2 separate regions of the Sus scrofa genome follow, and region 2 is linked to region 1. The links are chromatin contacts, called in public Hi-C maps. All regions are on one chromosome and are shown on one strand. Each heading gives the region's core, a stretch centred on a gene start, on an enhancer-like site or on the middle of the called end of the contact. The rest is flanking DNA. Distances are from core to core; before and after follow the strand shown.

Region 1 (7,175 bases), core at 3,233-5,732:
TTTGGACAGTAGCTAATGGGTCAGTGGGTTCTTTTTAATGTTTATACTTAGATTTTCTTTTAAAAAAATAAAAACAAACAAAAAAAAATTCTAGGACTATAGATGATGTAATACCAGCTAAATCCAAACAATAATCCAGTGGAGGGTTTTACATTATTCATCTAAGGTGTTTGTATTCGTGTTAAGATACTACTACATTTGAAATGGGCAGAGAACACCAGATGGTTTGATAGCCTGGGAGTTTCAGATAATTTTGGAAATCTCTTTTTTATTCTCATTTGAAGTGCCACTAATGGACAGCTGATACTTTGCAGCTGATGTTGCTTTTGGGTGTAGGGAATATGCTGTGTGTTTTTTCCCCCCACTCTGAGACAATTTAAAGTTTGAAAGGCATGGTCGATCAGGGTTGGGGGGGTGGGTTGGGATAGGGTGGGGAAATGGGTTTAGGAATTTGAAAAATGGGGGGGCTAGAGTCATACGAGTCCTGAAAGTGTCTTGAGGCAGATCGATACTGGCCCCTGGAGTAAGCGCCAGGGTTTAGTCCTCCGATTGTGCCCTATTAACCACAAATAACTAGCTGTATCTGATAGCCATTCCTGTAATGGCAGCTTGAGTTCTGGGGAAGAACTAGAGGCAGCCACAAAATAGTCCAAGGAAGAGCTAGTGCTCTTTGTTTTCTGTAGCCATTGCCCAGCTCCAGGCTTGCGGTAATGAGTTCTGCAGTGCTGTCGTGCAACAATCAGAGAGGCTAGTGCATCCAAAGAGAAGACCCTACGTCGTAGGTTAGGAAATCCAGCCCCAAAGGAAGTGTAGTCATTGATCAGATTTCCCTATTAACCTTGCAAGAATGTTCAGCCATGCCATATCCTGTGCCTTTGGCGGGGGCTGGACAAATAAGGGACTTACTGCTAATTTACTTTTGATCCCATCAAGATGTTCTTGCATTGAAATCTCACACACTGATATGGCTGTTGACTTAGGCCATTGGTTTAGACTACCCCTACGTGCAACCGATTCCAAATCACTTCCTAGCCACACTTCCCGACTCTGAGATGGACTGTGAATGTGGGGAGGGATCCCTAGGAACACAGTAATGTCTAATAGTCACAGGCAGGTTTGCTTCAGGAAACTGGTTATTCGAAAGGCAGATAGAATCGTACAGTAGCTCCTGAGACAACCGTGATTCTCCTTGGTGCAAAAACTTTGGGCAGGTGATCCAGAATACACTGCACGCTTCCTGGGTGAACTCCCTGCAAAGTTCCTCTCAACTGGAGCAAAGGAGTTTAACTGTGGTCCCAAATATCCACCTTTTCATTAGTGTTAGTTCTCTGTTTCTAACTGCATTTTCTTTCCATTTGGATTACAGTGAGCGTGGCCTCTTTTCTAAGTCACTTAAAATTGGTTTTGAAGTAACTGCTGCCTCTATTATGGCACTTCAATTTTGCACTGTCTTTCAGATTCCAGAAAAATTTCTATTCTTTTTTTTTTTTTTTTGCATCCAAATGTGCCTGAACTTTTTTAATATGTAAATGCTGCCATGTTCCAAACCCATCTTCAGTGTGTTTTTATAGAGCTGTGTACCCTGGAAAAGACATACAGCCCCCATAAGCAGGTGCCTGAGGCATGGACCCCTTTGCATTCACAGAGAGGTCATTGGTCATAGAGACTTGAATTAATAAGTGACATTATGCCAGTTTATGTTTTCTCACAGCGTATAAACAAAGCATTTTGTGCACTACATATTCTTCAGTGTAGAGCTCTTGTTTTATGGGGAAAGGCTCAAATGCCAAATTGTGTTTGATGGATTAATATGCCCTTTTGCCAATGCATACTATTATTGATGTGATTGTTTTGTTGCGGCTTCGCTTTAATGAAACACACTTGTCAGCCTCTTTTGCACCTTAAAAAAAGTCAAGAATCCAGTGGGATGCTCAAGCACCTTAAACAATTTTCTCTACCTATTTGATGTTCAAATAAAAAATTAAATGAAAGACAATGTTTGGCCTTGGTTTTTTTTTTGTGGGGGGGTTGTTTTTTTGTAAGCTCCCTTTTTACTAGTGGTTCAGCACTGGCTGCCTAAGATCAGGGTTGATGACATCATCTGTAGAGCAAAATGAGTCCTGACTGCTGAGCTGATGCCAGGTCCCCCTCCCACCTCTCCCCTCCCCTACCCCCTGCCAGGCATAGGAGGGAATGCATGAACCTTGGGGTGCAGCAGAGATGGCCTCAGTTCTTGGCTCTATTGCATCCAAGTTTAGTGATCGCTGGCCATGAATTCTCAGAGCCTCTGCTTCTTCATTGATAAACAGCGAGAGTAACCCCTAATTTACAGGGCGGTTTTGAACATCATATGAGACGCTCATTAAAAGAGCAGTTGTTAGAATTGCTGCTGTGGCACCTGGGTTAAGAATTCGATGTTTCCACAGCTGGTGTAGGTCGCAGCTTTGGCTCAGATTCAGTCTCTGGCCCCAGGAACTTCTATATGCTGAGGGGGCTGCTTTTTAAAAAAAAAAAAAAAAAAAAAAAGTTGTTTTCTAACATCTACTCCCAACCCCGTCCTTGTAAGGCAGAAGAAAGAAGCTTAAGAGAGTAGTTATTTATGAATGAATGAGTGAATGGATGAATGGATGATCTAAAACCTACATGTTTGCTCAAAAACCTCTCTAGTGTGCCTGTATCCCCATCCTACTCCTCTCCTGGTTTCCAGTGTTCCAGACTCCCTTCCCTTTTCAGAGCTACCTGTGTGTTCATATTTTTTAAAGAACTTAAGGAGTTCCCGTTGTGGATCAGAGGGTTAACAACCCAACATGGTGTCCGTGAGGATGCGGTTCGATCCCCGGCCTCGCTCAGTGGGTTAAGGATCCCATGTTGCTGTGGCTCTGGTGGCCTACACCGCATTTATTTTTTTCCTCTCTATTCGTCAAGTTAGGTAATTTCTATTCATCTGTCTTCAAGGGAATGGATTCATCTGCCATTTTGACTCTGAGTTTAAGCTGTTTCTGTGAATTTTCATTTTAGTTATTGTCCATTTCAGCTCCAGCATAAAATTTGATCTTTCTTTTTTGAAAAATTTTTCAGAGTTCCTATCGTGACTCAAGTGGTTAACGAATCCGACTGGGAACCGTGAGGTTGCGGGTTCGATCCCTGGCCTCACTTGGTGGGTTAAGGATCCGGCATTGCCGTGAGCTGTGGTGTAGGTCGCAGACACGGCTGGGATCTGGCATTGCTGTGGTTGTGGCATAGGCTGGCAGCAAGAGCGTGGATTAGACCCCTAGCCTGGGAACCTCCATACGATGCAGGTGCGGCCCTAGAAAAGACAAAAAAAAATTTTTTTTCTAGAGCTCCCTGGTAGCCTACTGGTTAGGGATCTCATGTTGTCATTGCTGTGGCATGGGTTCAATCCCTGGCCTGGGAACTTCCGTGTGCTGGGGTTATGGCCAAAAAATAAAATGCTTTTCTAAATTCTACCCTCATTGAGAATCCCTATTTGTTGATTCACTGTTGTCGTGTTTAACTCTTTAAAAAAATGGTTTCTGTTAGATATATTAACACATTCATAATAGTTGCTTGTGGTCATTGCCAGCTAAATCCAGCATCTGGGGAGACACACAACAGGTTTTGTTTCCTTTTTTTGGGGGGCCGCACCTATGGAAGTTCCCTGGCCAGGGGTCGAATCAGAGCTGTAGCCACTGGCCTACACCACAGCCACAGCAACATGGGGTCCGAGCCACATCTGTGACCTACACCACAGCTCATGGAAACGCCAGATCCTTAACCCACTGAGCAAGGCCAGGGATTGAACCCGCATCCTCAGGGATACTTGTTGGGCTCGTTACCGTTGAGCCACAAGGGGAACTTCCACAGTTTCTTTTGATCTCTTTTTTTCCTGAGTATAGCTCACATTTTCCATTTCCTTTGCATATCTGGTTTTTTTTTTTGAAAACAATGTCTTAGACACTGTAATACAGCACCCCTGCATTCTGATTCCCCTACGGTCATTGCTGTTGTGTTCCATTGTTGTTTGGGTTTTCCCTGTGTCCAGGAACTCACCTGCAGTTAAATAGGTAAAGTTTGTCTTTCCACCAGCAGTTGGTCTCTGTTAGGTTCTGAAATGATGATTCTCATTTTGGTTTTCAAGGCTGCCTTCAGGGGAGCTGCCCCTGTGTCTGGAGAACTCAGAGGTTATCCAAGTGACCGGACAGACATGGCCCAACACCTGGAGCCCGTAAGGCTTCTATCCTCTGCTGATGACTCTGAGGGCAGATGGGGGGCACATTTGGTTTTCAGGCTATTTTCAAGGCTGACCCAGCTTTTGCCTGCAGGATCGGACGGGAGAGTGGGGCTAGTGGGAGCACTTTCTAGTCTCTGCGACCCATGTCCACAGACACAGTCAGGATGGCACTTGCCAACAACCTCAGGCTATGGCGGCCTTGGCCTTGGCCTTGGCCTTGCCCGCTCATCCACCAAATCAGGTCAGCCGTCTGGGACCGTGGCCAGAGCAGCAGCGTCGTCAGTCCTTATGCTGTGTCCCGCTCTGGTGCGGACCGAAGTGTGCAGGTGGGGGGTGGGAGCAAGAATGCCACAGATTCACACTGTTCGTGCCCAAAGTTAAGCAGGTTTTCAAGCACAGACGCCTCTTCTGTCGCCGTATGCCTTGGGTCACTTTGCAGAGTGCCGAAATGGAGGGACTTGTCATTTTGTTCAGCTTTGTAGCTATGTTTTGGAGCAAGGATTCATCAGTCTCCTCACTGGGCCAGAGCTGGAAGCAGCAGCCCCACCGCCCCACTCCACATCCCTTGTCTGGCTCTGCTTGTCCTTCTCGGGCTACTCAGGGGCAGCGTTGTCTACGTGTGCCTTGTGTTTATTTCCAGTGCTCAGCGAGCTCTGGGGAGAAGGTTGAGCAATCTGCAGAACTTTAAATCTACCTGGCGGAGTCTGTTCAAAGTTGGAACGCCTGACTGGGAGTGGATCAACTCACACACTGGCTCCAGGCCACCTTCTCCAATGGGACATGTGCTTAAGCCTTTGGGGACATTCAGATTCAGAACTGCCATGTTTAGATTTGCTTCTCAAAAAATACAAAGTGGATGCCTTGGGGCAGCAAAATTTTCTAACTTGTAGTATTGGGACTACGTGTATTAAAAAGCTGGTTTGGGGAGTTCCCGTCGTGGCGCAGTGGTTAACGAATCCGACTAGGAACCATGAGGTTGCGGGTTCGGTCCCTGCCCTTGCTCAGTGGGTTAACGATCCGGCGTTGCCGTGAGCTGTGGTGTAGATTGCAGACGCGGCTCGGATCCCGTGTTGCTGTGGCTCTGGTGTAGGCTAGTGGCTACAGCTCCAATTCGACTCCTAGCCTGGGAACCTCCATATGCCGTGGGAGCGGCCCCAAAGAAATAGCAAAAAGACAAAAAAAAAAAAGCTGGTTTGGGGGGAGTTCCCGTCATGGCTCAGTGGTTAATGAGTCCGACTAGGAACCATGAGGTTGTGGATTCGATCCTTGGCCTTGCTCAGTGGGTTAAGGGTCCAGCAATGCCACAAGCTGCGGTGTAGGTCATGGATGTGGCGCGGATCTGGCGCTGCTGTGACTGTGGTGTACATAGGCTGGCAGCTCCAGCTCCAGTTCAACCGGTAATAGCCTGGGAACTTCCATAGGTTGTGGGTACAGCTCTAAAAAGGTAAGTAAATAAATAAATAAATAAATAAATAAAAGCCTGGTTTTAAATTCACAGGCATGGTGGCTGAAAATTGCAAAATCTGTAACTACCTCCGAAAGAGTAGCTCTAAAGCCGGGGGAGATATGTTTATTCAAGAGAGAGAACTTTCTACCGGAACGGCCTCCAGATAATCTGGGACACCTGGTAGGGTTCGGGCTTCCTGAGGGCTACTTGAAGTCTCAGAGTGCATATGAAATATTACTTAAGATCAGAGAAAGTGCTAAGTTTTGAATTTAAACAAGCTTTCACATTTTATGAGTAGAAAGGAAAAATTCCCATGAACTTTTAAGGCAAAAATGTGACGCTTCAAAGAAATATGGGCCTTTGGGCAGCATGCTTCATGCTTCGCCCCTCGAGTTCTGGAGACATGTTCCCCCTCTTGAGCAGCACTTCTTCTGCTAATGCCCCTGGAATTTGCTGCCAGCGTGCCTGGTTTCTGAGGTCACCCAGGCGCCCTCCCTGCGCCGGGTTTCTGCCAGGAGCTGCGGGTGAACTGAGGAGGGATTTTCGTCTGTCCCTTGGCATCAGGAGAAGCTCTATTTCTAGCTGATGACCTGAGATGTTGATGTCGGAGGCAGTGGCACCCTCACTGGCAGCAGGACCTGTTTCAGGATGATGGTAGCCGGGCCAGGTTCACTCCCTTCCCTTTTTAGCCAAAAGCCCGGCTCCTAGCTCCTGGCCCGGGATCAGGGCCGCGGCCCACAGCTTAGGGACTGGGTATCTGTGTAGAACTGACCAAAAATAAAATAAAACACACAGAAGCAAGGAAGCTGTGGGGTGGAGCTCCTTTTGTGGCTCAGGGGGTTACAAACCCAACTAGTATCCATGAAGATGCAAGTTCAATCCCTGGCCCCAGTGTAGCTGTGAGCGGCAGTGTAGGTTGCAGATGCAGCTTGGATCTGGCAGTGCTATGGCTGTGGTGTAGGATAGCAGCTGCAGCTCCGATTCAACCCCTAGCCTGGAAACTTCCATGTACCACAAGTGTGGCCCTGAAAAGCAAAAGAAAAAAAAAGCGCATTGGGGCAAAGGTTTTCAAAAGTGATTTTGAAATGGTATGAAATAACCTCAGGGGCCAGGCCCGTGAAGAGCAGACGAAGGGACTCCAAAACAGCTATCTCTGGACCCTTTGCCAGGAGCCAGTCCCCCAGATGGCCGTGGGGTAGACAGGGCCCCAGGCATCATCCCAGACTCAGTGTTCCCCGAGGCCTTTCTGCAGCTCTGCAACCTGTCATCAGATACCACTTCACTGAGAAATCAGTAATTGTGGTCAAGGCCAATGAGAGGTTTGTGAGCTGGTAAACACTGCACTGACTGAACGAATTCAGGCTCCATGGAGCGAAAGCTATAAAGGTTCCTGAGTATTTCCAGATTTACAGCCAAAAAGCACATGTCAATACCCAGGGACCCAGACCACAGGCTGGGGGACAGCAGGGACAAGGGGATGGTGCAGCCAGCAGGAGG
Region 2 (6,916 bases), core at 2,887-5,386, 310 kb before region 1:
AAGCTCCTAGGCTTCTTTTTCTTTCTCCTTCCTCTTCAATGATCACATCCAACCCCAAGTCTTCAGCTATTTTCCCATGCATATTAATTTCCAAATTTGTCACTTCATTTTTTCTATTAGTCAGAAGAGGGTAATGGCTGAACAAATAACATCATAAATCTCAGTGGCTTATTTCCCTCTCAGACACAAATTCTAATGCAAATATTCCCCACCTGCTTTCCTGGTGGCTCCCCACCAAGTCATGACTCAGGGTTCAGCTCCATCCAACATAACCTGCTTTATGTCTCAAAGCCCTTAGTATTCTGGTGATGCCCATGGACCTTCATTGAAAATAATATTTGTAAATGTGAAAAAAAAGACATATTGACTGATTTATAGCTAAAACTTAAAGTTAATTTCAAATTAGTGATAAATATATTTCAAGATACCTGCATCAAGTATAATGTGATGTGAAATATCTGTGACTTCTATTGGAGATAAAGCCACATTTTGCTAACACTATTGCAACTGTTGCCCACATTCATAAATGAAGGGAATGCTGAGTTCCAGTTAAAATTCATCAAAATAGATTTTCCCCGTCCAAGCTCACAGGACTCCCGGGATGGCCTAGATTTAAGTTTCTAATGGCTCCGCAATTACAAAAGACTTCTTGGAGTCCTTTACGAGATCTTATGCTGCAGTCAACTGACCAAGACCTTGTAGGATAACATGAGACATTTGGGGGCCAAACCAGGAAGGGGCACTTAACAGTCCCCTCGCAGTCATGGTGTAGGGGCTAGGATGAGTTGCATTGGCCCTCTGAGCAAGGGGGCTGTGTGTTTAGGAAGGAGGTGAGATGTGAAGAGCACAGAGCAGTAATTGCTTCAAGCAAGAATCATCAATGGATGTGAAAATGAGCCAGGAAAAATATGATGAGAACCTGGATTTTTTAAAGTTTTATTGAAGTATAGTTAATTTACAAGGCCATGATAATGAAACTGGATGTTGTTTATCATCTCAAAGTATTACCACTCAAGATGCTTTTTAATTGTGAAGGGAAAGTAGTAACTTGACAGAAAGGAAGAAATCTAGTCAGACACTACTTTCGCTGCGTGAGCAAAGGTGACGTCATCAGGAATAAGGCAAATTAATACTGTGCTTCCTGATAGGGTACATGAAGGAGGAACCACAGCCTTCCTAGGGTGTTCCTGCCCCAAATTCTTAACCTGAATTGAGTCAAAGGAAACACCAGGAAAAAAACAAAAAAAAAAACAAAAAAAAAAAAACAAACCCAAGTTGAGAGACATTCTACAGAACAGCTGGCTGGAACTCTTCAAAATGGTCAAGGTTATGAGCTGTTCTAGATTAAAAGAGGCTAAAGAGATGTGTCAGCTAATGCCAGTGTGATTCTGCGTTGACTATTGAATTGGAAAGTGGGCATTAGTAAGATAATTGGCAACATATGAATAACGTTTATAGGTTAGATAATAGTTTTGTATCTATGTGAATTTACTGATTTTGATCAGAGTATTGTGGTTAAGTAAATAAAAACCTTTTTTGGGGAGGATATATGTACTCATATTGGCAACTTACTCTCAAATGTCTCAGGAAAAAGAATACATAGGTAGGTAAAATGTAGCTAGGTAGATGATGGTGGGTAAGTGAGAGAAGGTAAGTGTGATTCAATGTTGACTTACATCTGGGGAATCCAGATTAAAAATGTATGGGGATATTTTGTACTATTTTTGCAATCTTTCTTTTAAAATCTGAAATTATTTCAAAATAAAAATCGTTATGCCTGACTTTTATAAAACCAAGGAGGATGGTCCAAGACTTCCTGTGTCTTGGGGTTTCCCCTTCATCAAAGAACTTTAGGTAGGGACAAGTGGGTTGGTGACTGGTATTCTAGTTAACATCAGAGTAGAAGTCTAGGAATTTCTAGCCGTGTGGAAAGAACCCAGTTCTCCATATTTTGATCCATTTTCCCTGATAAGAGTAATTTGGTATGCTTTAAGGTAAGGAGACTGCCTAGTAATTTGTTCAAAACATGTCTTAAGGCGTTCGCATTGTGGCTTAGCAGGTTAAGGACCCAGTGCAGTTTCCATGAGGATGTGGGTTCAATCCTTGACCTCACTCAGTTGGTCAAGGATCTGGTGTTGCTTGCAGGCTGCGGTGTAGGTCATAGATGCAGCTTGGAGCTGGTATTACTTTGACTGTGGTGTAGGTCTCAGCTGCAGCTCTGATTCAACCCCTAGCCTGGAAACATCCATAAGCTGCTGGTGTGGCCATAAAAAAGGTCTTAAATATCAGGGAAAGCTTTCAGGCTCATTTCTCAGGTGCAATGCTGAAGACTGAGTTTTAGTGTAGGTTTTCTATTTTCTTAGATGTTGCTGTTTCTAGAAGAATTATAAAGGTGTAAATTTCTATTGATAATGAATTATTGGATTCTGTAGCCCTACTGGGGTTCCCTTTGATGAAACCAATTATGTTTCCAAGCTAAAATATGATCAGCTAGTTAGTAGCAACTTTTAAAAACTTTCCAGAAAATGGTTTGACCCCCAAATTATTTAAAATCTATTTGGAAGACTAGACCTTAAATAAATAAAAGAAGTTTATTGTAAACAGCACTATAGAAAAAAGAATTTAAATGAAGGCAAAATCCCACCATCTTAATCATGGTCTCTTTTATTTATTTATTTTTTTTGGTGGGGATGTGGATTCCACTCTGGTCTCTTCATATGAATTTGTGTTTTATTTTACAATATAAGACATATGGAGTTCTTGTCGTGGTGCAGCAGAAATGAATCCATCAGGAGGTGATTTTGATCTCTGGCCTTGCTCAGTGGGTGGGAGAGCCCGAGTTGCTGTGCTGTAGGCTGGCAGCCATAGCTCTGATTTGACCTCTAGCCTGGAAATTTCCATATGACTCAGGTGCAGCCCTACAAAGCAAAAGAAAAAAAAATAGAAGACGTGATTTGCATTGCTCATTGACTTACAATTGCATTTTAACTCCTTTTCAATATTTCCACATTATTTATAAAATAGGTTGTTATTACATCTTGCCCGAGAGTCTGCTATTGTTAGAATCTGAAAAATTTCCTCCAAAACTAAAAGAGCATTTTAAATCAATTATACTCCAATATAAAATTTTTAAAAATTTAAACATTTCCTTCAATTTAAAAGATAATAACTGTCCATCCCCAAAAGCATGTATATACTTTTTCCTTGTATTGAATTATTTTCCGAGGAGAAATTCCCAGGCGAAAGATCAGTATATCTAAGAATATACACAGGTAAATTAGATATAGGTGTGTGTGTGTGTGTGTGTGTGGTGTACACACGTGCCTGTGTGCGTTGCTATACTCCTACCATGTGTTATTTGCACAATGTCTTCACTAGTTTAGGGTTGTGTGCACACACCATATAAATGTACACATACTGTTTTTACCACTAGCTTTCCAGATTTGGAACTAGATCCAATTTTTGCCAAGCGTAATTATGGAAGGCGATACAGAATAGTTGAGTTTTGAAGCTAGACACTTTCGGGATCTGGTTCTGGTTCTTAGGGATTCCATGATCAAAGTCAAGTTGGTTAACTTCTCTGAGTTTCCTTTTCTAAAACGTGATTAATGTTATTTACGTCATAGAGTTTTTGTGGGTATCAAAGGCAATCGTTTATAAAGCACATAGACAGGAACCAGTTGAATAAATATTTAGTGAATAAGAAAAAGTGAATAATGTTCATTCTTTCAATATCTATCTTCTTCGCTACCCTTGCCAGGATAGTTCTCTCAGTATAAATACAAAGCACAATCAAGTGTATCTTTAAATGGGAAATCCTTCCCTTAGTAATGTTAAAGAATAATTAGTATTTTGAACATTCCTCCAAAAGCCTCTGTCAGTTCTTTTCTTAACAAACTATCTTTTATAAGGGAAATATCAGTAAGGATACATTCTAGCAGAATACCCATACTGGTTTTCACAATTAGAAAACGTATCTCACCTAAGAGGGATTCCAGATGAGCAGTGAACTCCACAGTTGGTTGAGTCTCTGGCTTAATAATGTCATCAAAGTCTCACTTTCTCTACAACCTCTGCTCTGCCATTTTCCATCGATTTGCTTCATCCCAACACTGGGCCATCACACCGTCCAAAAATTGATTCCACTCGCTTGTGGAATAATGTTTTCCTGCTTAAATCAATAAGGGGACAGAGGAAAAACTCTTCCTAAAAGCATGGAATGTCAGTTATTCCTTTCATCGTAAGTGGTGTATGCATCCCTGGACCAATGGATTGGTTTGGATTAGCTGGGATTTCTCTTTGAAGCTGAGGATGGTGGTGATGAGGGTGGTAGTGGGGATACACGATTTAAACTAGGATTCCAGGAAAGAAATAGATTTGGGGGTTGCACCAGCAGTTTCCACTGCAAGGAAAACCTAAGTTTTGGACACATTAATCACTTCTTGCCATGTTACATGGAGTTTATCAACTTGAAAATTTTGTCCAGAAAATTTAAAGCAATTTTCAATGCCAATTGATTTTTTTCAATGGCCCTTGATTTCATAGCTGGAAATAATTGTGATTCAAACCATTATCTTGATTATTGCTGATGCTTTGGATTTTGCATCACAATAGAACCATAAAATGAAGACACCGTGGAGCTGTGTATACATTCAGAAAAATATTTATTGAAATGTCACTGCATGCTATGCCTGGTGTTAACTGCTAGTGAAGCAATAGGCAACAAGTCAAGGTCTTTGATATTGCAAAGCTTATCATCTAGTAGACAAATAAGTCCCTGTTTTCAATGGCATTAGATAGGATTGTGTTGATTTCTTCTTAAGTTTATACTTGAGCACTTTAGTATAATTGTCATACAAACAGCATATTCCAACTCATTACAGGAAATAGAAGACAAGCCTACTTTTTCTGGACTAGAAATTTTGCTAAGAGGTAGTTGAATTTGGCTAATTGCCATCAGAAGGAATAGCTCAACATAAATTACCCAGATGTAAATGCTTGGTTTGGGGAGAATTTCCCCAGCATTTAAATGGACATTTCAAACAGCCTGATCCTACAGGCTAATTTATTTAGCAGCACTTCTCCTAATAATAGCCCCATCAATACGTAGTTCTTAATATACACTGTTGCATAGATAACATCTTCATTTCTCCTATGGATTGTCATGATGGCAGTTGAAATTGTGAATAATGGAATGACAGGGAGCACTTAGGGTCCATAATTGACAGGCTTGGTGACTGAATGAACAGTGAATTTCTAGTATAAGAGTAATTGAATGGGGTGGCATGTCGTCTTACAGAGGACACTCAAGGGAAAATAGATTGAGATAGACAGAGTATAGATTGTGTGTTCCATCTGGGACATACCAGGTTTGATGTTTGCCTTAGTTAGACCAGGTTGTCATAGCAAATTACCATAGACTGGGTGGCTTAAACGATGAATATTTGTTGGATGGTTCTGGAGGCCAGTAAGTTCAATATCAAGATTCTGGCAGATTTGGTTCTTGCTCAAGCCCTCTTCCTGGCTTGCTGATGGCCACCATCACTCTTTGTCCTCTTCCATGTGTGCTTCCTCTTCTTATAAGGGCACTGTTTACTTCATGAGGGCACCATCCTTCTGACTTCAGCTAACCCTAACTACTTTCCAAAGGCCCCACTTTCAAATATCATTCCATTGCCAGGTAGGACTTCAAAATATAAACTTTCAGGAAATACAACATTCAGTCCATAACAAGCTTCCTATAAAATGTCCATGTGAAAATGTCAAATCGGAAGTTGGCTATTTATGTCCACATTCCCATCAATCGGAGAAATTGAGTTTTTAAGCCTTCCCTAAACAATAGGAAAATAAGACCTTCATAAGATATGATGGCATGATGGTCCGTGGAAGACTTTTAAAGAAAAGCACTGAAGATGGATGGTAGAAGTCAGGTTACATCAGCCTGGATAAAACAGAAGCATACAGGGACAGGGCATGATAGGTGAGCTGAAAATTCTTTGCCTCAACAACCAACTTGGGTGATCTGTGGATCTAAATTATGTGGTGACATTCTAGTAGATCCAGGACAAGTCACATCAACATTATGTGCTCTTAATTTTTCATTTATGAGTTAGAAAACATTATACAATACTTGCTACATTTTTCCAGGAGCTGAACTGAGAGTGTTAGTGCAATTAAAATGGAAAACCTCTATTTTTCTTGGAAGAGATTTCATTATAAATATTTATTAAATTAGGGTAAAACAGTCTAGAAATATTTATTATGCAACATTAAAAGTATAATTAGCACTAACAAAGACAGGCATAATTTTGACTGTTTTATAACACTCCAGTTGTTAAGTATAATTGATATATACCTGTAATATAGAATTTAACTGTAATATTTAATATAACTGTAATTAAATATAATCAATAAATACAAGTGAAAACATTTTAATTTAAACTATCCAAAGAAGAATCCTAAAACTGACCAGTTCTTTCCAAGAGAGATTGGTGGTATATGTGATTAGGTTTATCTGCGCAAAGCAGAGAAGAATTAAACCAACACAGACTATCTCAGACAAAAGGTTTTGGTATAATTGATTAGTTATATATGTGATTTTGCTATTATAAATCAGATCAATTATATTTGTTCTCACAATTATTCTGTTATAATGGGAGGCAAAAAAAGAGTAAGAGAGATAAAGACTCTAGCAATCGCTCTGCACCTCAAATGAGACCTGAAGTTGATGAGCTTGCCTATTTCCGTTGTCTCTGAGCAAAAAGAGAAGAAAGTAAAAGTGTTCAGATCAGAGGGGGAAAAGTTTGAAGGGCAAAAAAAAAAAAAAAAAAAAAAAAGGTGGAAATACAAAGGAAGCACCTAAATCAGTTAGATATGCCTGATAGGCACCAGCAGCATGGATTATATGAGAATTTTC

What was found. Hi-C and Micro-C count contacts between places; a contact is called where the count stands out from the background.
Region 2: a Hi-C map of liver shows a contact between it and region 1, with 2.0 times the contacts expected there. The contact joins two enhancer-like sites. A contact is called at or near these places in 1 of 5 promoter capture datasets (liver), 7 of 47 Hi-C or Micro-C datasets (embryonic fibroblasts, fetal heart ventricle, liver and 2 more) and 1 of 2 datasets of contacts at active chromatin or transcription factors (skeletal muscle).

Annotation. Positions count from the first base shown.
Region 1 is chr1:14,211,853-14,219,027 of Sscrofa11.1, reverse strand. It overlaps a transcript of ESR1 not described here. Among named protein-coding and RNA genes, the nearest start is that of ESR1, 280 kb to the left of the region's middle. Within about 2 kb of position 4,482, at least 4 of the 83 cell types and tissues checked have an H3K27ac peak or open chromatin away from gene starts, as enhancers often do. A contact at or near this core is called in liver, where this site is marked.
Region 2 is chr1:14,523,396-14,530,311 of Sscrofa11.1, reverse strand. It overlaps a transcript of ESR1 not described here. Among named protein-coding and RNA genes, the nearest start is that of ESR1, 36 kb to the right of the region's middle. Within about 2 kb of position 4,136, at least 1 of the 83 cell types and tissues checked has an H3K27ac peak or open chromatin away from gene starts, as enhancers often do. A contact at or near this core is called in liver, where this site is marked.